Regions from separate parts of the Mus musculus genome. Here region 2 is linked to region 1. A link is a contact called in public Hi-C data. All regions are on one chromosome and are shown on one strand. Each heading gives the region's core, a stretch centred on a gene start, on an enhancer-like site or on the middle of the called end of the contact. The rest is flanking DNA. Distances are from core to core; before and after follow the strand shown. Region 1 overlaps Gm11266 (predicted gene 11266). Region 2 overlaps Nfib (nuclear factor I/B).

The links. Hi-C and Micro-C count contacts between places; a contact is called where the count stands out from the background.
Region 2: a contact with region 1 is called in a Hi-C map of stem cell-derived neural stem cells, with 2.5 times the contacts expected there. The contact joins two enhancer-like sites. A contact is called at or near these places in 1 of 15 datasets of contacts at CTCF or cohesin (the NIH/3T3 cell line), 8 of 484 Hi-C or Micro-C datasets (Sertoli cells, embryonic stem cells, muscle stem cells and 3 more), 5 of 115 datasets of contacts at active chromatin or transcription factors (craniofacial prominence, embryonic stem cells, kidney and 1 more) and 1 of 9 other capture datasets (embryonic stem cells).

What each region holds. Positions count from the first base shown.
Region 1 is chr4:82,540,768-82,543,594 of GRCm38.p6, forward strand. The region is part of intron 1 of Gm11266 (predicted gene 11266); the gene reads left to right. Among named protein-coding and RNA genes, the nearest start is that of Gm11266, 34 kb to the left of the region's middle. Within about 2 kb of position 1,359, at least 38 of the 459 cell types and tissues checked have an H3K27ac peak or open chromatin away from gene starts, as enhancers often do. A contact at or near this core is called in stem cell-derived neural stem cells, where this site is marked.
Region 2 is chr4:82,343,611-82,346,437 of GRCm38.p6, forward strand. The region is part of intron 6 of Nfib (nuclear factor I/B); the gene reads right to left. Among named protein-coding and RNA genes, the nearest start is that of Nfib, 160 kb to the right of the region's middle. Within about 2 kb of position 1,416, at least 74 of the 459 cell types and tissues checked have an H3K27ac peak or open chromatin away from gene starts, as enhancers often do. A contact at or near this core is called in stem cell-derived neural stem cells, where this site is marked.

The sequences.
Region 1 (2,827 bases), core at 109-2,608:
GACAGGCATAAATCAAATTTCTTCAAGTAATATAAAAACATAAACTGAAAGTGAAAGCCTTCAGCTTCACTCTTCCTCCCAAAATACCACCTATAGTTTTCATCTCAGTGGCCGAGTATATACCTGACAAATGCTATCATCTTTCTATGAGTCGAAGAGAAATGCTCTCAAGTAAACACAACATGGCTGCCTGTCTCCAGGCTCAGCCCTTCCCATTGCTCTCTGTGAACTAATAAGATGTATGTGAAATTTGTGAGTGAAACATTGTGATCAAAAAAGTTACAAGACGAGAGTTGATAGCAGCTTTTTGTTTTCTTTCTTTCTTTTTTTCTTTCTGTCCTGTTCAGGAGCCAAAATTGCTACATGTTTTCAGACACTGAGACCATATTAATTATCTGTAATAATTGTATACGTCCTAGGCCTTGTAATTGTATAAACTGTTCCTCTCCAAGCTTCATGACCAAGACCCTAAGGCTGCCTCCATCCTGTGGTAGCCAGGGCTGGGGAATGCCCATTAAGCTATGGCTTTCCTTGACTATCTCTTAGAGTTGTTGGGAGACTTCAATGAGAGATAAGAAAAGGGGCTGTGCAAATTTAAATCCTCTTTCTATAAATGTAATTGCTTTTTTTCTAAGATGTCTTTAGGATCCTCTATGCAGATGGAACAATGGAAAATTGTGTTTTTGTTTTTGTTTTAGGGGGAGCTGTCTCTCTCTTAGAACTGGCTATTCAGACCAGACTGGGCTCAGACTCACAGAGATCTGCTTGTCTCTGCCTCCTGAGTGCTGAGGTTAAAGGTTGAGCTGCCACATACAGCAAATTTGGGGACTTTGCAGAAGGCTGTGCTTTTGGTGGTTGGTGGTTACAGGAGATGCTCATTTATCTGTGGGAACAGGAGTGCAGGGTATCTCATATGGGAAGACGTTAGCATGTGTGGAGTAGATTTCTTCCTGCTGAAGTTGGTTAGGGCACAGAGAGATATAGGTACACTGTATTGAGTGGGTGACCGAGAGTAGCAGAGGTGTGTCCCCCACCCCCCAGATGCTTAGGCCTGTCCCTTTGGTAAGTATTTACTACCAAAAGCTAGTCACAGACTGTTGGGGACACATGCCTGTAAGAGGGTAACAGTTTCCCAGGAACAATTCTTTCATTTATTACGTTTCTTTTGTGAGTAGAAAGAATGAATATGTGCCTTTTCTCACGTGATGCTCATTTTGTCCTGATTTAAAAATTTTTTTTGCTTTGCATCTTTCTTTTGGATCATGATGAGAAGTGACAATAGGCCACTGGTAGGGTCTCCTAGGCTTAGCAGAGACACAGCCATGGGAAGGCCGCTAGTCCTTCCTGCTAAAGCCTGCAGCATGCACACAAGACTGTTTGGAGAATCTGGTGGCCTCTAGGAAGGAAGGAGATGAGATGAAGAAGCCTGGGGATTCAGCTGGTTCCAAGAAATGTGTAAGTAGAGGAAAATCGAGTTTCTTAAGACCAGCAAGGCTTCAGAGCCTGTCTCAAGGCTCTGAAGGACACCAGGACAAAGGATACTGCGCCCTCTGGTGTTAGATTCATATCGGATTCCAGAGAGCTGTGTGGAGACCAGCAGCCAGGAGCTTCCTAAACCAACCACAGAAAAGTTTCTTTTGTTTGCTAAGCACCTTGGAGTGGAATTTGACCTTCCTTTCTCAATTCTGCAGTCCAAGTAGAGACTGCTCTAGAGAGAGCTGTGTGCTGCATGCGGGCTACTGTATTTTATTTGGTTTTCTTTGCATAAAATTTAGGCTAGCAGGACAAAGCTTGTTTAAAAGCAAACCCTTTTGGTTGGTCTGCAAACAATAATTCTGCCTTGTGGGTGATGATCTGGTTTGAGGGGAACCATTTAAAATTTCAGAACCCCTTATTCCTTCTCTTAAAAGTAAAGAGTTTTGAATAAGATGTTCAAGGGCTCCCTTAAGCTCCAGGGTTGAATAACTGGTACACTGAGCCATCTTTTCTCGGAGCCCTGCAAATGGAATTTGTTAATTTCTTTGCAGGTGCAGGCACATTTTAGCATCCAAAGTTTCCTGATTCTGAGCAAAGATTTTCTAAAAGCGCAAAAAATATATCTCTTTTCAGCTCAGAAGCCCCTCACCCTCCAGTCTCAAGTGAAAACCCAGCTAGGAAGCTGGAGAGTGAGCGAGCACCACTCAGTCTCTGCTATTTCTTTTAAAAATAAAGTACTAAGTGTTGTGCTGGAAATTCTGCTCAGTGTCGCATGTGGTAGGTGTGAATACATGCTTTAATTGTTCTAGGCACTAGACCAAAAACTTCTCCAGAATTAGCAGGGTTTTCAGCTATAATCTGGCTAACATTTTTCTGCAAATAGGTATGAAGACCAGACTGAGTTGCCATCAACAATTACAGCTATTCCTCATCTAGTCAGGTGATCAGCCCCGGGGAAGAATTATGGCGCCACTGAGAGTTTTCCACTCCTCAAACCTGTATGTCTTGTCTCTGACGTGAGCAGTCGGTTATGCCTCCAGGCGGCCCCTTCCTTCTGCACTGCCTTTCAACTGTTATCTCTGTGCAATGGGCACAGTTTATTATTATTATCATCACTACTAGGGATCTCATGATTGCCCCGTAAAGAATACTTGAGCAGCAGCCTTAGTTCTGTAGCTATGAAGAGAAAGGGTGCAGTTGTTGTCCCGTATGAGATGGGGTCTGGAGGAGCCGGTCTCCCTCTGAGAGAGGTAAGCCAGGAAAAAGAATGTTACACAAAGCATGCAGATGAGATGCTTTGTGTAACTGACTCCTGCCTCACAAAGGGAAGACTCTGGGTGAGAAGGCTTTA
Region 2 (2,827 bases), core at 166-2,665, 200 kb before region 1:
CCTCAAAACCACTTCACTTGTGATACTTTCAGGCAAAAGTCTCTAATCCCAGCCCTCATAATTTGGTTTTAGGCACGTGTATTTGTATATCTTATATATAACAATTGTGTTCTGAGAATTCTTTCAGAACCCTGAGAAATGCACAGATTCATTTTCATTCTCTTGTTTTATTCTATAAGGCCTAACAGGATCATCGATGAAGCTCTCCAGAAAAACTCTCTTCCTGAGGAGACTTGTGAGGGAAAGGCTGGGTCTCTTCCCCCTGAGCAAGGCCTATCACCTGGAGAGAAACTGGCCCTGTCCAGTTCTCTTGAATAATGCACAAGGGTTGCAGCACCTTGTGATCTGTCTAGAAAATCAAGTTCTCACTGTGTAGGTTATTGCTAGTCCAGTTACTCTGACTTTCCAAACTTCTCCAGCTTCAACTGTAAATCAACACGTAAACCAAGTTAAAGCATACAGTTTGACTATGCCGTAGAACTCTGCGAGATACCCCAGGACTCAGCGTCTTTGGGGCTCCTACTTGCCAATTTTCATCTGTTTCATTGCGTTATCAAACAGCTGTTATTATTTGGAACTAATTATGTATTAGGGTTTTTTTTTTCCCTGAAAAATTGGTGCTTTTAAATCATTAAGTTTCCAGAGTACGAAACCAGAGCTCAACTTTTCCATATTAGCCAGTATGGGCCCTTGGAACACGCGCACAAGCTTGCCCCACCCAACATGCCGGTCTCCATTCAAGCACATGAAAGGCAGACAGATATCTGTTAATTAGCAGGCAACAAGAGGAACTCTAACGAGAGCCTTCAGGAACAATTTACTGTTCTCCTTTCTGTTTGGAAGATGGTCATGTGATTTTCTTTTCTTTTCATTTTTTTCCACCCTCAGCAGTGTAGATGATGGAAATAATCCAGACATGGTGGGGGGCTCTGAGGTTGGCTTTCTGATACCAAAGTGGCATGGAGTGAGGTGGGGGGAGAAGGCACTCAGCTACAAATCCTGTCTTCGGATACTTTCTCAGGAAGTTGAAGGAAGCTTTAAAACTGGGCTTATACATTAAATTCCAACCCGCTCCTATGCACATTTATCCCATCAAAGGATGTTAGCTCCGTTTTTACTTTTCACGTTAAAAGAAATTGATACTTGAAGATTTGCTATTTGATTGTGGTGATGCCTACTCCAAGAACATAACAGAACTGGTGGTCAGTGGGTCCCCAGAGGCAGCTGGTAAGTTTTGCCTGCCAGGTCACCCCCTGCCTTCTCCAGGACTGCTTTTAACGTTAATGACTCTCGGGGAACAGCTACCCAGCCAAGCATGAAAGCTGTGGGCTCACTCAGCTCCCAAGCCCACAGAAACCTTGAGATTCCAGCCTTCATCAAACAGAAAGTCTGCGTTCTGGCACTTGCCCAAAGTTTGGACTTAATGCTCCCTCTAACTCCTCCCTAGTGTGGGGGAGGGAGGCTTCTGAACTCACACACACAATAAGCATGCTAATCAAGTCAGCAGCCTCTCCCGGAAAGCAACAGCACACAACAGTATATTTAATACTCTACATATTCAGTCAGCAAAGAAAAGAGTTTGAGCTGAGTTAAACCAGAACTTTCCAAACTTAGTAGACCACTCATATCTAGCATGTCTAGGAACACTTCCCAAACTCACATTAAGTGGTACTGGTCTTGAATCTGTTTCTCTCACATGGTACCTCACTCCAGGTACCCTTACTTATTTCTTCTTTAACTCAAGAGACAACGTTCATCTCTAGCTCCCACTTTTCCTGCGGGTCCTTTGCTTGAATCCATTTGTTGAGGGCTACCACTATCCCTCAGAGAGCGTTAGACAGTACAAACTGAAGGTTAGCACAGGAGAGACTATTTCACTGAGGAAAATATTCGCAAAGTTAGTGGCATGAACGTACAAATATACAAAACTTCAGAAAGATGTGCTGCAGAGAGTTCTTTATAGAACAGGATGTGTGTGTGTGCACGCGTGCGTGCGTGCGTGCGTGCGTGTGTGCGTGCTGCTGGGAATGGAACCCAAGATCTTTGTACATGCCCAGCTGGCACTCTATCTACCATGGAGCTGCATTGTCTGCTGTTGAATATTTTTAAAAACTTAGTAACTATATTTCCAAGAATTTGCTGTAATCGGAACATGATGTCTACGTGGTCTCAAGAGTTAAATTTAAAATTCTAACTAATGGCAAATCAGTATATAGCTTGGGACAACTTTTCTAAGGTGCTGTCTTATTGATTTTATGTAAAGATTTATAGCTCACGGTGCTTCAGAAGTGAGTTGGTTTCAAAGCATAAAGATAGTCCCTTGTCACTCACTTTACTTATTTTTGATAAAGCCCCTTTTAATAAATAACAATTATTTTTCTGTTTAGCAGGACCAGAGCTTAATAATATTCTAACTTAATAATATTTGTGTGCCCAATATCTATAAAAATCCTTGTCATATGATAAGACTCTGATAAATGTTGAATGAGCCTAATTATCTCAATCCTAAAGTTTAACTGCACGAAGAGTCCTTTTAAGTTGCTATTTTATCTAAAATTACAGATTGCCTTATTATTTATCAGATTGAGGAGCCATTATATTTTCCATTCAGAAACTTTCAACTCTGTATTACAAGTGTATTATTGGATCATTTTACACTCAGGCTTAGATAAAGCCATGGCTAGTTGAACAGGAGGAACAAATGATCCTGATGCGTTATGATTTGAAGGTATCAAGTAACCAAGCACGAAGCCTAGCACTTGGGAGACAGAGACAGTGTCTCAAGGAAAAAAAAAATTCAAATGTCCAAGTAAATCATCAGTCCGTT